Regions from separate parts of the Sus scrofa genome. Here all the other regions are linked to region 4. Evidence: chromatin contacts called from public HiChIP or PLAC-seq data. All regions are on one chromosome and are shown on one strand. Each heading gives the region's core, a stretch centred on a gene start, on an enhancer-like site or on the middle of the called end of the contact. The rest is flanking DNA. Distances are from core to core; before and after follow the strand shown.

Evidence for each region. HiChIP or PLAC-seq counts read pairs in DNA pulled down with a chosen protein or histone mark.
Region 1: an H3K27ac HiChIP or PLAC-seq map of alveolar macrophages shows a contact between it and region 4. The contact joins two enhancer-like sites. A contact is called at or near these places in 2 of 47 Hi-C or Micro-C datasets (liver and skeletal muscle) and 2 of 2 datasets of contacts at active chromatin or transcription factors (alveolar macrophages and skeletal muscle).
Region 2: a contact with region 4 is called in an H3K27ac HiChIP or PLAC-seq map of alveolar macrophages. The contact joins two enhancer-like sites. A contact is called at or near these places in 2 of 2 datasets of contacts at active chromatin or transcription factors (alveolar macrophages and skeletal muscle).
Region 3: an H3K27ac HiChIP or PLAC-seq map of alveolar macrophages shows a contact between it and region 4. The contact joins two enhancer-like sites. A contact is called at or near these places in 2 of 2 datasets of contacts at active chromatin or transcription factors (alveolar macrophages and skeletal muscle).

The regions. Positions count from the first base shown.
Region 1 is chr14:35,815,710-35,820,263 of Sscrofa11.1, reverse strand. The region is part of intron 4 of C14H12orf49 (UPF0454 protein C12orf49 homolog); the gene reads right to left. Among named protein-coding and RNA genes, the nearest start is that of C14H12orf49, 110 kb to the right of the region's middle. Within about 2 kb of position 2,268, at least 6 of the 83 cell types and tissues checked have an H3K27ac peak or open chromatin away from gene starts, as enhancers often do. A contact at or near this core is called in alveolar macrophages, where this site is marked.
Region 2 is chr14:35,858,926-35,863,136 of Sscrofa11.1, reverse strand. All of the region lies in intron 4 of C14H12orf49 (UPF0454 protein C12orf49 homolog), which reads right to left. Among named protein-coding and RNA genes, the nearest start is that of C14H12orf49, 160 kb to the right of the region's middle. Within about 2 kb of position 2,091, at least 49 of the 83 cell types and tissues checked have an H3K27ac peak or open chromatin away from gene starts, as enhancers often do. A contact at or near this core is called in alveolar macrophages, where this site is marked.
Region 3 is chr14:35,836,815-35,841,442 of Sscrofa11.1, reverse strand. All of the region lies in intron 4 of C14H12orf49 (UPF0454 protein C12orf49 homolog), which reads right to left. Among named protein-coding and RNA genes, the nearest start is that of C14H12orf49, 130 kb to the right of the region's middle. Within about 2 kb of position 1,507, at least 27 of the 83 cell types and tissues checked have an H3K27ac peak or open chromatin away from gene starts, as enhancers often do. A contact at or near this core is called in alveolar macrophages, where this site is marked.
Region 4 is chr14:36,040,115-36,044,692 of Sscrofa11.1, reverse strand. The region is part of intron 5 of C14H12orf49 (UPF0454 protein C12orf49 homolog); the gene reads right to left. Among named protein-coding and RNA genes, the nearest start is that of MED13L, 19 kb to the left of the region's middle. Within about 2 kb of position 2,027, at least 2 of the 83 cell types and tissues checked have an H3K27ac peak or open chromatin away from gene starts, as enhancers often do. A contact at or near this core is called in alveolar macrophages, where this site is marked.

The DNA.
Region 1 (4,554 bases), core at 1,019-3,518, 220 kb after region 4:
GAAATAAGACCTGTGTCTACAGGAGTAGGAACTGCTCCATCAGGTAGCTTTGCTTGCAGGCTGGGAGATGAAGTAGTGGAATGCCAGGTGGGTGGGTGAGTTGATGAATAACATCTTGATCACTGGTCAGTCACAGCCTCATAGTAAAAGACAAAGTCAAGGACAGACAGACTCACTGACTCTTTCCTCCAGGATAGAGGTGACCTAGATTTTTGGGTCAGCCCTGCCTCTAATCTGCTGTGTGATCTTGGGCTAGTGACTGTCCCTCTCTGGGCCTCAGATGCCTCAATTGCAAAGTAAAGAAACTATGTGAGATCCACATTTCTTAAAACATAATTGGGAGAACAGTAGTCTTTTGAAGTGAAATGGAGAAACTATCTACATATGTGTATAATTAGGAGTTGTGATGAATTAAATTATGTCCCTTCTGCCTCCTTCTCCCCCTCCCCACAAAGACACATGGAAGTCTTAATTCACACACTTTCAGAGTGTTTCCTTACTTTGAAATAGAGAAATTTTAATTAGTTAAGATCATAGTGGAGTAGGATGGGCCCCTAATCCAATATGACTGGTATCCTTATAAGACAGACACCCAGGAGGAAGGCTGCATTACGAGGAAGGCAGAGATGGTAGGGATGTAGCTGCAAGCTAAGGAATGCTAGAGACTTCCAGAAGCTATGAAGAATCAAGGAAGGATTTTTCCCTAGAGTCTTCAGATGGAGCATGGCCCTGCTGACATCTTGATTTCCAACTCCCAGCCTCTAGAACTGTGAGACAACAAATTTCTGTTGTTTTAAGCCCTCTAATTCATGGTGCTCTGTTATGACCACTTTAAGGCACTGCTAAAGGAGTCAAGGACATCTGCGAATTCTGTACGCCTTGTCCCCTCAGAGGTCTACCATTCACACTCTTGCATTCTGGGTCCTCCAGAAAAGACCCACTTAAATGTGTTTAATCCGGCATTTCCACAACCTCTTTGATGACTGCTAAGATTGGATGATCTCTAAGATCTCTTCCAATTGTGACTTTGTGGGATTGCCCTTAACCTAATCATCTCAAAGAGAGAAGACATGGATGGCTAGGACGGGGTCAGGCAGGGAATGTGGGGAGGGTTTAGGCAAACTTTCATCCTTTTTATACTTTAATTTTTTTTTTTAAGAACCTATGTATGTGGTTTAAAAATATTCAAACGGTTAAAAAAAAAAAAAGCTGTACAATGAAAATAAATCTCTCTTCCACATCTCTCCCCCAGGCCTTCACAAGATACAACACCCCACTCTTATTTATTCGTCCAGAGATAATTCTATTCATATATAAGCACATATATAGATATGTTCCTTGTTTTGCACAAATGGTAGTCTGCTATATTTATTGTTTTCCACTGTGCTTTTTTTTTTTTTTTAACTTATCTTGAAGATTTCTGTATCAGCAGGTACAGATCAGGGTTTCTCAATCTTGACACTGCTGATATGATAGGCTGCGTAATTCTTTGTTGTAGGGGCTGCACTGTGCATTGTAGGATGTTTAGCAGCATCCCTGGCCTCCCCTCACTAGATGCCAGTAGTGCTGCCCCTTCGCCCTCAATTATGACCACTGAAAATGTCTCCAGACTTTGGTAAATGTCCTCTGAAGGGGGGTGGGGGTGGGGCAGTAAAGCTGCCCTGAGTGGGAACTACTGATATAAATCTACCTCATTCTTCCAAAGGGCTGTCCAGTCTTCTATTGCACAATTTACTCACCCAGCCGCTTACTGGTGGCCACTTAAGTTGTTTCCAGTCTTCAGTTAGCATAAACAATGTTATAATGAATATTCTTGCACATGTCTCTTTGGCACATAAACATACATTTATCTGTTTGCTAAATCTCTATGACATTGTCTTGTTCACCACTCAGTAAATACTGGTTAAGTAAATATACAAATAGAAGGAGAAGAATCGGAACTGGGAGCTTGCGATTCCTACCTGTTCCGCCAAGTCGGGGAAATTCTGCTTATGATTGAAGGAAATGAGGCCAGTGCAATGAGAGAAAAGGCACCAAGAGATGGAGTTCTCATCTAAGCCTCTGGATCCAATCTGCCTGAAGCTAGATCCTCCTGGATTTGCCCATTTTGTGAGTCAATGGATTTTTCTTTACTCCTTAAGCCTGTTTGAGTTGGAGTTTTGTAACCTACAACTAAAAGACTGCTGGGTGTCAGCAGAAGCATTACCCCCGCAAGAAGCCTGTCCTGACTCAACCCTCTTCTCTGGGCTCCTACAGATCCAGTGTTGTGTGTGCATAGTTAAGTACTTCCTCTGTGAGAGTCACTGTCCCCCCATGGGGTTCCTCACCCCTGTATCCACAGCCCTTGCCCAATCTGGATACTCAAAATGCTCTGATGAATAAATGAGCGTTAGTACCATATGACTTGTGGCCTCAATGCCTCAGCTAAGTGGAGGCTCAATAAATCCATGCAAGGAGCCTCCTGGCAGCAGGAGAATCCTCTTAACTTGATTCCGGAAGCTCTGCTAAAGGAGCAAAACAATACCTGCTCCAGGGCACAAGGCTGTGAAGGGAGGGAGGGGTTCCTAGGGGTGAGGGGCTATCTTCCAGGAATCTCTGCTGTCCTGACCGCCCACTGGACGTCACTGGGCAAATGGCCCAATGGCCCCTAACGTCTCTGACTGTGCTTAAACTTTCCACTCACTTCCAGAACAGGTTTGGCTTCACTGGGGAACTATCCTGCTTCAGCAAATCACGCCCCACCTGCTGCAAACAAAGCACACCGTTTACATCATGAATGTTTATAAAGTGCTCTGAGCATCTTGGACAAGAGCCTCCACACAAGCACAAAGCATTACAGGCCAGCAGAAAGGACAAGAATCTCCCTCAACAGATTCCAGTCTGTAAAGTGACCCGATTCTATGCCAGTTCATGCAAGAGGATCCCAAGAAGGAAGGAAGATAATGAGCACACGTGTACATACGAATGCTAGGAGTGTTCACATGCATTCCGTACTATTAAGTGAGCACCTACTGTGTGCCAGGCACTGGTCTAGGTGTTCATCATTAAACCAAAGCTTTCATTCCAGCAGGGGGAGGCAGGCAAGGAAGAAAGGAGTCATTTCAAAAACAAATAAATGTTATAAAGAAAGGAGAATGGGGAGGGTGGGATAAAGAGAGGCTTTGAAGAGATGCTACTGGAGGCTGGGAAATCACTTGTCACCTACTCAACCCCCACAACCACCTGATGTCACTGCCCCCATTTTATAGAAGAGGAGGCTGCAGGTAAGAGCACCGCAACCTGCCCCACAGTCACATAGAAAGAGCAAGCATCTTAAGGGTACCTGGGGTTTGTTTTAAGCAAGTTTGGTAAGACAATGACACTGAAATGATTGTCATGAAGAAATAATTTTATTACATCCACAGATTCCTAGAGACAGGAGGCATGGCCTTCTCCGTAGGATCACATGGGGAAGCATCAGGGTCAGTCTGGAGGCAAAGGCAACAAGGGAAAAACACACACAAGAACTTTTACCAGTTTCTCCTGGAAGGAGTGGGTGAGGTAGGGCAATCAGGCTCAGGATAGGCTAGTTTGAATAATCTCAGGAAGATCTCAGGCCTAGGTGCTGTCCCCAGGTTGTGTGCCCTGGGGTGAAAAGGGCAGGTGGGTTGTAGCTCAGAGGGTGAGAGCCCCAGAAAGGAGAGGAGTGGAGACCAGGAGCTCTGGATCACTTGGTTTGCATTTGAAAGGTATGCTTCCTAGTGAACTGTTCATTATACCCAAGAGTTGGCTAAGCCGGGGAGCGGCAATCCCTACTGGGTAGCAAGGTCCCAAGATGTTCAAAGCATCAGAATACAGGAAATAAGACATAGTTAATACACAGACCCAGCCTGGGGTTCAAGTTGCCCCCCTTGGCTGCCCACAGTCACTGCAGGAACCAAGACCCTGGTTAAGAGGGGCTCTCCAACAGGTTGGGTTCAGCTCCATATGGAAAGAGCAGTGTTGTTCTTATATCACTTAAGACATGGGCTCATTAATCTCATAAGCTGGCAGACAGAAGGGCAACATGAGATAAAGACAGGTCCCTAAATTGTGAAGCTGATGAGAAGGAAAATGAGTTTGTGCCAGGATGCCCCTAAATTGTTTTCTTTTCTCATAAATTCTGCCCCATTTCAATTCAGAGCTTGTTGTTAAGAGCAGAGGACAGAGGAGGTGGTGTCCTTGATTAAAACAACACAAATACTGTTTTCAAAAATGTAGCTGGCTGGTGCCCATGTTGTTTTAATTTGCTGGGACCAGATTGTCCAGCCCTCATGGATTTGATCCCAGACAGGCTCGTTTGACTTATTCAGAGAAAAACTCTGTTTTCAGCCACAAACTGTACCCCTTACCCTGGCCAAATATGTCGCAAACCTCACTAAAGGTCCCAAGAGTTGTTGTCCAGGACTCCCAAGCCCACCTTCTGGATCCCATCTCCAGATGCTACTTGTATGTCATTTGGGTGGCACTGGTCCCAGGAAGAACCACAGAGCTGAGCTAGGCTTAATCTCAGGATGAGGTACAAACATATGGCAG
Region 2 (4,211 bases), core at 842-3,341, 180 kb after region 4:
AAGTGAAAGAAGTCATAAAAGATCACATATTGTAGGATTTCGTTTATATGAAATTTCCAGACTAGGCAAACCCATAGAGACAAAAAGCATATTGGTGGTTGCCAGGGGCGGAGGGAGGGCAGGATGGGAAGTGACTTCTGTTGTTGTGTGGGTGATGGCTACACAACAGTGTGAATTATTTAATGTCACTGAATTGTATACTCTAACATCATTAAAATGGTAAATGTTATGTGTAATAATAATACTAACACTAATAAAAAGATGGAGCTAGGGAGGTAGGCTGAGCCAGCTGGTAAAAGACCTGGATGGTGTTTTCAGGCTCAGAACAATGAACACATCATCACGACTGCTGGTGGGAAATGGATGGAAATGGGCAACAGTGTTAGGACAGGGAGCTGTGAGGAGGCGGGAGCCATGGTCCAGGAGCAAGATGGCTTGGACCGGGGGGCACAGTAGTGGTGTAGAGAAGGGGGCAGATTGGAGTGATATGTAGTAGGTAAAAGCAAGAGAGCTTGATGAAGGAGTGGAGTCACCATCAACCCAGACTCAGCATTGCTCCCACAAATATATTTGTGCACTTATCATTCATGGGGCTTGAAGGGAGAAAGTATGTGTCCTCATTGGGGGTCTGAAAAGCATGCTGGAAGAAGACCCTTGGATTCAATTTTTTATTCTTTTTGCTGCCAGATCTTAAGCAAGTAGCTTCATTTCTTTGTGCCTCCATTTCTTCCTCTGTAAAAAAAAATCGGGGCCCTAAGACCTACTTCATAAATTGTTATGTGGAGATTGGAAGAAATGAGCGTATCGAGAAAACAGCACCTGCCGTAGCTTTCTTCCGGGATTCTTGGGAGCCCCAAAGGAGCTGTTAATCTTTCAAAGACTGTATAGATCACCCAGGGAAGGCAGCCCACACGGCTGAGGCTGATGTCACAGCTTTTAGAAGACGGGTCTCTTGAACAGATTCTCCAAAGGCAGTGACTTTATAATAATCTCGAAGGTAACAAATTACAGTTGTTAAGGCTAGGATAAAAAGACGGAGGGCTCTAGATAAGAAGCAAAGTCGCCCATCACTCTGTACTCACCCTGTCCCCTCCAGCGCGGACTCCGCCCCCAGCTAAGCCCCACCCAGACCCCGCCCCAGATTTTAGCGCGGGCTACGCCCCCTCAACTCTCAGCTCCCCTGGCTTGGCGGCTCCCACCTGCGCTAAGTATTTGGTACCCTGGCGGGGATGAGAGGGAGTTTGATGGGTGAGGATAGGAGGGCTAGAAACTGGCAGGGTGAGAACCGGGGAGATGGATCCCTCCCTGTCCCTTCTCTTCACTCACTCCCTTGTTGAGGGCCTTGGCTTTTGCATAATGTAAGTACTTATTTAATGCGTGCGCTGGCTCAAGAGCTCTTCATTTGTCTTTCTGTCCTTCATACGCCAATGTGCTTCCGCCTGGCGTCTGTCTAGGTTGAAGCGCCTGGAGAGGAGGGTGCTTCCCAACAGCTCCTGCTCGACCCCAGCCCCGGGCCAAGGGCAGAGGGAGACTGGGGCTGGGGTGGGGGGGAGAAAGTGAGGGGAGGACGAGGGGGAGGAGGGAGAGCACCGTATGACGGGCTTCTGGAACCAGATCCAATGCCAACTTGGATTTTGTCCTTTTCTCCAATAAAAGGTACTTTTCAGCTTTTTAAAAAAACACCCTTTTTTTTTTTAATTTAAAGAGACTGGTTCCTATCCATCTGATTGGAGTCATCACAACGCAAACGCGAAACTGAGTTCAGCACACACTCGGACACACACACCCACCCTCCTCCCGAGGTTTTCCCTAACGTGTATCTACTCCGCTTACAACTAGACGCGGCCCCTCCCCCACCTCGCCTTTCCCTTCCTCTGCTCAGTCTTGGGAGGAGCATTCTCTGTGTCTTCCCAAGTCCCCGAGGGGGACCTCCTATGTCGGACTGGGGTGGGGGGAGGGTCACATAACGAAGACCAGAAAGAACAAATTAGATAATCAAAAGAATTATAGTAATTGCTTTCACTTTCCCCGCGCCCTCTCAGCGGATTCTCTCCCCGCCCCTTCCCTGGCTTTCTGTCTGTCGGGAATACTCAGTCTTTCCGACCCTCTCCCCTCCCCCAGGCTCCTCCTCTCCTCTCCCCTCGCTCGCGCGTTCCCTCTCTTCCTCCGTTTTCTGGTGTGCTGGAACGTTCAGCGGAATATGATGAATGATCACCTGTCACGGCTTGTTTATTATAATGCAGGCAATCAATTACACATCCCCAACGCTGGCCGGCCCGCAGGAAATTTATATGCTCAGCACAAACCAATGTGAAAATGGAATCTCATTTGCCAAATGTCTTTCTCCCCGTACAGCACGATGATTACAGTCTGTGTTTGTTTCAACAGTCGTGTACAACTGACAGTGCCATCATTTACTGCCTGGCTCAGGTCACGTTTCTCTAAGGGTTTATTTATTGTGTTATGAAGGCCAGCACAGGAAAAGGACAAGGGTGTCTGTCAGGGATGCCACCTTGTTAAAAAGTGGGCGGGCTGGGCTGCATTCCTGGGCAGTACTGCAGCCTCAAACCCCCAGCCCTGCCTCCCCAGGCCACCTCCCCCCAGCATCCTGTTGCCAGGACTCCTAGGCCCCCTGCAGGGAGGCAGCTCTGGGCATCAGAGGCTCCACAGGTCCCAGTATCAGACGGACCACAGTTGAAATTCTGGTTCTGCTGCTGTCTAGTTGTGTGTGGTCAGGGATTCAATCTCTTCATCTGGAAAATGGGAGTTTTAATATTATGATGTCTGGGAATATCAGAGGGGTCAATAAATGTTAGTGACTTCAGATCATGCTCTAGCCAAACTTAAACCCACCCATGGGGAGGCTGAGAGGAGAGGTCCTGTTTGGAGAGATGTGAATTGGAATTCATGCCCTGTGTTAAAATCTCCCTCAATCTCTACTTTATGAGACATGCTTGTCTCAAGATCGCCTGTTCTCCTTCAGCGTGGAATTTTGCCCTATGTTTCCTCTGCTCTGACATATAGTGTGACTTTGGGAAAATAAAATGGCCACCTTGCCTTGCTTTGGTCATTGCAAAAATAGGCATAGCATTCCTGGCCTTTCTAGCTGTTTGATCTCAGGCAGCCAGTCCCTTTATCTCTGAGGGCCTAGGATTCCTCCCGTGGGAAGTGGAGAGAATAACTCCTAAGCAGCCAGCCAGTCTCGCTGGCAGGATCCAGAGTGCCCATGGTGTAAAAAGTGCCGTGTAAACTGCAAAGAGCCATTGTCACCTCTGTCTGGCCTCTTTCTGTCAGGAGTTCTGGCTGGTCCTTGGGGTTTTGCTGCACAAGGCATTCATTCATTCAAATTTGTGGCCCCCATAGCACTTGACATAAAGTGGGAGATCAGTTAAAGAGGGGCAGGAAGATTCTCATATGTGTATTTATTTGATTGTTCTTTATTGTATTGTGTGTTTCTTAGGCATTTGTTTAACGGCTGTCTGTCCCGCAGGAATGGAAACTTTAGGAAGAAAGGCAAGTTGATTTTGGTCACCTCTGTGTCCCCAGCACATGGCCTTGACTTGGCACATCTTAAAGAAATCAGTAAATACTTGTGGCTTTCATGGATGAGTGAATGAATGGCTATATGAATAAATTCATTACTAGGGCAACCTCTATGGTGCAAAGGGCAAGCCCTGGTGAATGGATGTTTACAGGTATATCCCTGATCCTCACAGAATCAGCTGTTCCACATGTGTCCAGCCTTGTCTGGGTGTCCAGGGTTATATGTACTACGTGTACTCAGTGCCAGCTGGTGAGAGATCACAGACCTGTCTGCTCTGGCTACTCCTCTCTGCCCCTCGGACCAATATCCTCCAGATAAACTCCCCATTTATCACACCCCATCCTATGTGGCCCTGAAGTCTCTACACTTCCCTAAAATCTCTATACCTCCTTATGGTATTTGGGTCCCTCAAATGCCCAGCACAGCATCTGTCTAAAACAGATGTCTTCAATCAGTCAATAAAGATGATCCTTTCTAAGCATGAATGTATGGAATACAACTTAGAATTCCATTAAAACATGCTGGGTCAGGAAAAAAATGATTTGAGACCATATTTAAAAAGCAAAAAAATTATAACAGCTGCATTGTATATTTTGTCAAGTGCCTTGGATTTGTGGAAGGGATTTTGTTCTATAAATATAATTATTAGTTGCCATGATTATACTAA
Region 3 (4,628 bases), core at 258-2,757, 200 kb after region 4:
CAATAATTCCACCAACATCCCTAAAGACAACCCTGATGCCCTGTGCTTGGGTCTAATGCACATCCAGGAACTAGTCACTATAGCCAGGGGTGTGCAAGAGTCTCCGTGATCAGGCCTGGGCCATAAGCCCGGGCCAAACTTGAGTAAGGTGAGCCTCAAATCCTTATAGAGAAGACAGAGTGGAATGCCTGACCAGACAGCAAGGGAAATGGGCTAGGCAGGTGAACCAGATGCACTGCATGCCATCCGGGCACCTCAGGACCAGGTTGGGCATGTTCAGTACATGATGTCACATCAGTCATGACAGTCCTATATCATGACTGCTGCTTCACGAGGCTCAGAGAGGCTCAATGCCATGGCTAACACCTTGCTTCCAGGTGAGGAACTGGCTCTCCTTGGCTATCAGGCCCCTGCTCTTTTCTTTCTTTCTTTCTTTTTTTTTGGTCTTTTTGCCTTTTCTAGGGCCGCTCTTGCGGCATATGGAGGTTCCCAGGTCAAATCAGAGCTGTAGCCGCCGGCCTACACCAGAGCCACAGCAACACGAGATCTGAGCCATGTCTGCAACCTACACCACAGCTCAAGGCAATGCTGGATCCTTAACCCACTGAACGAGGCCAGGGATCCAACCCTACAACCTCATGTTTCCTAGTCGGATTTGTTAACCACTGTGCCACTACAGGAACTCCAATCAGTCCCCTGCTCTTAGGTAGCAGAGCTAGGACTTGAATCCGGATCTGTCTGACTGAAGTTCTCGGCTTGCTGCCCCCACTCCCCATCCCAGAGGAACCCCTCCATGCTGGTGAGCCCCATGACACCTCTTCAGTGCTTTGTTCCAATCTCTTAACTTGCAAACCCAGTCAGCGAGTTCTTTATTTCCACAAATGGTGCTATTAAACGAATGGCTCTGGGAGCTCTAGGCTGGCCTCAGAGCAGTCAAGCCTTCCAAAGAAATACATTAGAAATTCTAGGAGCTGAGGCCCATATGGAAACATTTACGGCCGCCATTTTGTTTCAGGAAGGCAAAAGGCACCTAACACCTTGAACTTGAGCTTCTTGTAAAACCTCTAGCTGGGAGCTAAAGGCGACTGGGGTCAGTCACCTCCTAGAAAGGCCTCTTGTAAAGGGCCATGGCAGACTTCATCAGGCAAAAAAGCTGAGAAGCCAGGGTTGAAATAAAGGTCTCTTTCTGTTTGGTCAATAAGCAGCTGTGAAGGATGCGTAGGACGGAGCTAAATTTATTTGTTCCTTTCTTTCTCGGAACAGCAGCAACAGGGCTCAGAATGCAGCTGTCTTGCTCTCCCGTAAGCCTTTTGCAGGCACCAGCATGCACAGGGGTTGGCTCTCCAAGACGTGGATTTTTTTCCGGTTGGTTCCCTTCCTGACGCGGGCAGGACTTCCAGGGCCTCTCTCCAGTGGGAAGAATTTTGGAGCTGCCTCCCAGGCCCAGGGTGAAATCATTACCTTTTAAAAACAGACAGGCTGCAGAACGGAGATACCCTGGCCCTTGTGGCCACACCTTGGAAAACCACAGAAGTCCCGACCGCCTCTGCTTTCACTGCTCAGACCTGTGGGAAACTTGTGAGACACAAGCCGCGTGGGGAGGGGGTGGGGGCATCTTGGGAGGGGCCTTTGAAACACAAAGCCAGGCTGGTTTGGCAGAGTCTTTTTTGGAATCCATCTGCCTTCAGAAAGCCTAGCTGAGGGCTACCTTCACCAGGGCCTTGAGCGTACTGGTCGAAGCAGTGGTTTTTTCAGAAGTGCTTTGTTGAGACTTTCAAAAGGTCCCCGCGGGTGGGGAAGTGAAAGGAGGAGGGGACGCAGGGGAAGAAACTGCTTCTTTATTTCTAGCCTTGCTTGAACAGCTTCTTGACGGTTACTGCTACAGTTCTGCTGAGTCAGAAGCATCCCCCAGCTGCTCACCGGAAACACAGCTGTTGGGCGAAAATAACCACAGAGCCCAGCACTGAGCATCCTACACCTTCCAGAAAAGAGGGCAGAAAACCTCAAAACAAATGAGAAAAATACAAAACAACAAAAGATGCACCGTCAAAAACCCACCACAGCTCGCTCACTCAACCAACCCTGTGGCTCTCGCTTCATCAGACACAGCTCAGAGATGGAGCAGAGTTTGGCAGCTTTTTCACAGTAGCAGGTTAAGTAGCGTCCCCCCAAAAGAGAGATGTCAGTATCTGAACCCCCCTGAACCCATGAATGTGACCCTACTTGGGAGAAGTGTCTTTAAGTCTTTACAGATGTAACAGATGTAAGGATCTCAAGACAAGGTCATCCTGCAATACCTGGATGGGCTCTACATCCAATGACAGGTGTCCTTATAAGAGTGAGGCAAAGACTGGACTCGCAGAGGAGACATAGAAACCCAATGGGAAGGCCAGGTGAAGATGGAGGAAGATTGCAGTCATGCAGCTCCAGGACAGGAACACAAGGATGTGCTATGGAAACCACGGGGAACTAACACCCATGGCTTCCATTTGCCAGATCTTCTCCCCACTGCCCCTTTCCCCTCGTCCAGACTGAAGACACATTCTCAGCATCTCGGTTGCAAGGTGCCTTATATAAACACTGAGGCTCCCTTTCTTTTGGTCTTAGTAATTACCAGGAAGTAGGATGGTGCCTCAAGGACTCCGGGGTCTAGGGAGGAGCTGGGCTCCTTAGTTCGAGATAAGACTCTGCCACAGACAGAGATGCAGGTGTGTGACCTCATTAACCAGCCACCATTCACTGAGGTAGCTGAACGTGGTGTGTTAGAAAATGGGTCTGAATACTGGCTCTGCCACTTACTACCTGCATGGCCTGGGGTCAGCCATTTAACTTCTCTGGGCCTCAGTTTCCTCAGGTGTACAATGGGGAGATGAACTGAAATCCTCCTCCTACTAAACAGGAATGTTGAAAAGAATAATTACTGGGAGTTCCCACCATGGCTTAGTAGTAATGCACCTGACTGGGATTCATGAGGATCCCTGGCCTCCCTCAGTGGGTTAAGGATCTGGCATAGCTATGAGCTGTGGTGTAGGTCATAGGAGCGGCTGGGATCCTGAGTTGCTGTGGCTGTAGCTCTGATTCAACCCCTAGACTGGGAACTTCCATATGCTGCGGCTCTAAAAAGCAAAAAAATAAATAAATAAAATAAAAATAAATAAATAAATAAATAAATAAAATGTAATGGATACATGTAAGGATAACTTGATCCCCTGCTGTACAGTGGGAAAACAAAATAAAATAAAATAAATAATATAATAATTACTGTTAAGGAATAACTTTCTAAGGAAATAAATAATAACTTTCTAAGGAAATCAGGGAAATTCCCAGGGGTCAAAAACAAAGAAGGAAAGAAAGCCCAGAGCTGATAGCGCAATACATGAGGTGCCTGGGAACAGGAGGCACCACCTTGAGTCACACAAGGTTGGGAGCTGGAATTGGAAAACCATCATAAAGCCACGTCTTTATGAGCTTCCGCCCTGATACAGTTGTAAGGATTAAGTAAGGTAGTACATGCAAAGTTGTTCTTGGATGAGGCTATACTTGATAGCTCTTATCTACCAGTGTTTGATATTTGTGTAGTAAATGTCTGTTGTTTTTGGAAGTTCAGCATCTATGACACCATATTTTGGTGACAGCATCCCAATTAACCTTTGGGAGATTACCTCTCTTCCACCCCTTTGGAAGGAGGATATATGACTCAGACCTGGCCCATCAGAGTCAGGGACTAGTTCAGGGATGGGCATGCAATCCAAAGTGGGTTAATCAGAGTGAATAATTGATGAAAATATTGGGAAAGAGAAATTCACTTAGATCTGCATGTCAGAGGAATATGAGCCTGGAGCTGCTGGAGTCTACCTCTGTCACTACCTGGGAAAAATCTGCCTGAGAATGATGCCAAAACCAAGGATAGTGGAGATGAGAGACAGAGAGATTCCAGATGACATTGTCTGAGTCTCTGGATCCAGCAGAATCTGAAACCCATCAGTACCTCCAAACTTCTGCTCTCTTCCCTTCTGAGACTCCAATTACATGTAAAGTCAATATTGTTGCGGAGGTCTCTAATGCCATGGTCATTTTTTTCTAGTCTTTTTCTCCCTATGCTAACGTTTGAATAACTTCTATTATACTGTCAACATGTGTACTAATTTTTTTCTTCAGTACTTTAATATGCTGTTGTTTAATATGTAAGCCTATCCAGTGAATTTTACATTTTAGATATTGTTCTTTTTCCTCTCCAGAAGTTTCATTTGCTTCCTTAATTTTCTTTCTTTCCACTTCTCGTTATGTTTTCCTTTAAATCTTTGAACATATTTGTAACAGTTTTTTGAAGTCTTTGTTTGTTAATTACTTCATCTCTGTCATTTTGATTCTGTTAACAATGACTGATATTTCCTGGTAATGGCTCACCTTTCTGTTTCCTTAAATGTCTAGTAACTTTTTAGATGCTCGGTAATGTTATGAGTTGAATGTCTAGATTTTGTTGTTCATTTTAGCAGGCAGTTAAATTACTTACTGGTCAGCTTGATTTTTTTGAGGCTTTTGAAAAGCTTTGTTGGGGTGGATTTTAGCCTTTCTTCTAAGGTTAGTTTAGCTCTACTGCTAAGGTCTGATCTCACCATAGTCTCTAA
Region 4 (4,578 bases), core at 778-3,277:
ATTGTCTTGGTTTTCCCAGCTATCTGCCTTCCTTTGTCCTGCCAGAGATAATTCTGATCCTGTGACCTTCTGTCGGGCAGTCAGTCCCTGTGTCGGGGGCTCGCTGGTATTTCGTCCTCCGGGATTTCTGAGAGGCGCAGGCCCCTGTGATTGGCCTCACGTGGGCAGAAACTGCACACAACTCACTTTGTATCTGGGGAGCCGAGCGGGGGCCTAGCTCCTTGCTGCCGCAGCCAATCAGGCCCGGGCTGAGAATTTATGAGATGAAGGGGAACCACTTTGAAGAAAGGCGCCCTTGTCTGCGGCCTCGCCATTGCTCGCTGGTGTGCGTGGGGTGGTGGGGAGGGGTGGGCTCGGCCAGAGGGCCGGCGCCCTGGGGATGGATGGGGAAAGAAAAGAAGCTGAGAAATCAGGGTCAAAAGTCTTTCTGTGAACAGGAAAGAAAACCGAACAGCTCGCCTTCCTCCTTGCAGGTGTGTTCTCACAGTGCGGAGCCCTGGCCTCCCCAGGGGTCAGGGAAGAATGGGAGCATCAGAGCCCTGCCTGCTTTCGCCCCAGACCCCCCTCCTCCAAGAGAGCAGAACCAGAGAGGGTGGGATTGGATCATTTCTAGAAGAAATCACGGCAGCCAATAATCTAGAGGCAGTCAGAGCTCCTTCAAGGCAGAGAGCTGTGGCTTCACATCTCACTAATGTTAGACCCTTTGGCTTCCTATCTCTGAGCCTCAGTTTCTTCCTCTCTAAAAGGAGGTGGTTAATAACAGTCCCTTGCTCATGGGGCTGTTGGGAGAGTTGTGTGTAAAGCACTTAGCACAGCGCCTGGTATGTAGTAAGTGCTGAATAAGTAGAAGCTATTATTAATGGCAATCTATTTGGTTTCAAAAGAGGTATGCTGCTTTCCTTAAAGCCCAAAATGGAAGTCCATTCATTTACTTGTTCTCTCATTCATTTATTCAGGCAATCAGTAAACATTTAAGGGGGTCTACTATGTGCTGGTCATTTTGCTGGAGATAATGATGATAATAGAAGCTATCACTTGCTTGGAGCAGACTATGTGTTAGGCTCTGTTGCAAGCCCTGCCTATGTATTAACTTATACAATCTTCACCGGCACACTGTGGGGTAGGTACAATTTCCCCAGCTATATGAAAGCAGAGCATTCCTGTGACAACTTTGTAAACCAAAATGGCTTAAATTGAAGAACAATTACCTTAGGACCCATCTTGCCAATGGATGTACAAAATAAACTGAGATAAAGCACAGGTGCTCATACAGTTCAAAGCTGTGGTGGCTGGATGCTGAGATGCTGAGTGTGGTTCCCGGGGAAGGAGATTGGCAGTGCCCATCTTGCTGCTTGGGGCATGTGTTGACTCTATAAACCACAGGGCAGCAAAACAAACACTGGACACTATTTTGGCTTTTAGTCTTTTTTCCATAAAAGTGAAAATCCTCTTCAGGTTTCTTCCAGTGAGCAAAAAGGTACTGATGTAGGTCTTTCGTAGAAGAGAGGTGGTATAAAGCGAACTTCTGATAAGTGGGGGATACTTGTTTGGGCCAAGATTGCACATCCAGTAATATTAGGAGCTGAAATTTGAACTTGAGTCCTGCCTGCCTCTCAAATCTACATCTTAAACACCCTGCTAGCTCTAAACTAACAAATATTAACACATGATGCCTGCCCCACCTCCCCAGAGCAGGTCTGTCCACTAGAACTTTCTGCAATGATAGAAATATTTCCTATCTATGCTGTCCGATATAGTGGCTAATGAGGTAACTAGTGACACAGAGGAACTGGATTATAAACTTTTAAAAAATTTGCATAATATAAATGCAGACTTAAATAGCCACACTTGGCTGGCAGCTATCATGTCAACTATTGTGGCTCTAGGAATTCAGAGTTTAGGTGAAGAAATTTCCGTTAATCAAAGCGGAAGGGTTTTGCGTGGCTCTGACCAAGTTCCAAGGGCACAGAGAAGAGAAGACAGCTTTGGTTGGGGTGTGGCTTGGGGCAAGGTCACAGGAGGCTTCCCAGAGAAAGTCATCTCTGAGCCAAGTCTTGAGGAAGGAGGAGTTAGCAGAAGGGGAGGCATTCTTGAATATACCCAGATATGCTGGATTTCACAACAGGCACTGTGCTCAGTCAGTACTTTGGTGGAGATTGAAATCTGTAATAAAGACCCAGGGTCTCTGAGCTACAAGATAACCAGAGTTCACCCCTGATTCAGGAATATCTTCGTTCCCCGCCCCCCGCCCCCCGCAGTTTACAGGTATCAGCTTGTGTTTGGCTTCTAATCATCACCTCTCTGAGGACTTGAAAACACCTGGAAAACAAATTTGAAAAATTCACTGGCTTATCAGAATATTTTGTCAATATTGCTTGAAACTAAGGGTCCAAGAATCACCAGCTGGCTCAAAGACAGACAAAAGAGTAGTAATAATAATAAAGATAATGATGATAATAATGAAAAACAGTTACCACTTATTAAGACACTTTGTGCCAGACCCAATGTTAAGTGCTTCTGTGTATTGATCGTCTCATGCAATCTTACAATCCATTCTCTACATGGCAGCAAAGTGGCCTTTTTAAGACATAAACTCTAAATCAGATCATGCTAGTCTGTGGCTAAAAACCCTTAAGTGGCTTCTCATTGTATTTAGAATGAAATCAAAGTTTCTTGCCCTGGCCTGCCAAGCTTGCCCCTTGCCTACCTCTCCCCATCTGCTCCCACTCTCTACCTACTCACTAAGCTCCAGACACATAAGAACTGCTCTCTGATATAAAATGTCAAGCTATTGTCTGTCCCAGGACCTTTGCTCCTGCTGCTCCCCCAATAATCAGCTCATCTCCCTGCTACTAGAATGAATGTGCTGCAGGACAGGGACCTTGTTTCTTTGATCACTGTTGCATCTTTAGCCCTTACGACAGTAAGTACTCAAGAAAAATATGTCATTGAGAGAATTTCAACCTTATGTACTAGACATTATTATTCTCATGTAACAGAGGAAAAATCGAAGGTCAGAGTGGTTTCTTTTGCTCAAAGCCATACAGCTTGAGTTTCCAACTACGTAGCTGGAGGATTCTGTCCATTTTCTCCTTGGCAGCCAGCTGTGCTGAGACTGCACGGCTACCTCTGGAGGACAAGCATCCTTCAAGACTCGGTTTTCATCCTTTCACTCTGCAAATGGCCCTGGTTTGCCTCACTTCATCCTTTACTGCCAGGATCTGTCTATATAATAAGAAACCGTAACCTGCAAAACTACCCAGTCTTCCTCTGGCTTTTACTTTATGCTTTGCTTTGATCATAAAAATGAGTATTGTAGACAGACTGGAAAGCATAGAAAAATATATACAGAAACTGGGGGGATGAACCACTCACGACTTCACTACCCTGAGGCAAATCAGTTAACGCTTTTGTTTCTTGACTGCCAATCTTTTCTATGGTTTTTATATCAGAGCTGTGCCCATCTCTGTATGTAATTTTGTGTCCTGCTTTTATCCCTAGCGCTGTATCTTCAGAGTGTTCTTAAGGCATTAAACATTTTTTATAAGCATTAAAGCTAAAGGTTGCATAATATTCCTTTCACTTGGATACACCTAATTTACTCAACCAAATTTCTTCTTTCAGAGGGGATTCCCTGTTCTCATCTTGTAAATCAGTAAGCCAAAAAGAGGGCTTACATGTAAGGAGACACATATTATAATTATGACTTAAATATAAAGAGATGTTTGGACAATTATATTTCCTTTTTGAGATCAGAAAAGGGCATGTTTGTATTCCATCAGAATAATTATTGCTATTATTTTATCATTTCCTGAGATTTCATGGCATATGAAACTTGTGGATATTCCAGAGAAAATCCTGAATTATACTTAAAATTTTTCACTGAAAGCATACATTTTAGGGCTGTGTTGACTGCCAGCAAAATTCTCATGGCTGCCTTGTCACCTGTACCTTCTCAGCCACCAACACCCTGCCCCCCCCATGATGCAGCAGCTGCCATGACAACCAGAAGGTAGGGTGACAAGGGCTGGGAACCTAGAGGCCAGAAACCAAGGATCAAGGTGCAGCTTCAGGGCCTAATCACATGCCCTTGGACATGTCACTTCTTTTTCCTGAGGAATGAGGATGATAGTCTCTGTCTCAGAGAACTGTGAAGGTCAAATGAGGGATCAGACGGGGAGGGTGTGTAGTAAACTCAAAAGAGCCATAAAGTTGTTTGGAATTCTTATGATCCAATGAGTTATGAGCACAGTGGCTATTTAAAAAGACTAAAGGTCAGCAGAGCCAATGTTCTCCAACCCAAATCTTTAAAAGGCTGGCTCTTGTTATAAGATGATATATATAAACCAGATTAGTGGGCCCTTGGCTTGTGATAAATTCATGGGGATTTGAAAGAGTGGGTGTGATAGTAGCTGCCTACCCAGTATCATTGGCTTACTTTGCTCTGTTCTAACAAAAGCTCTGTTTGGGTCAGGCATTTGATGACTCTCCATTCAGCATGAGACACAGGACAAACTGGCTCCACCCCCAGCTACAGGGTTGGGCCTGATTGGTCAAAGAATAATCCCTCCTCTTGTC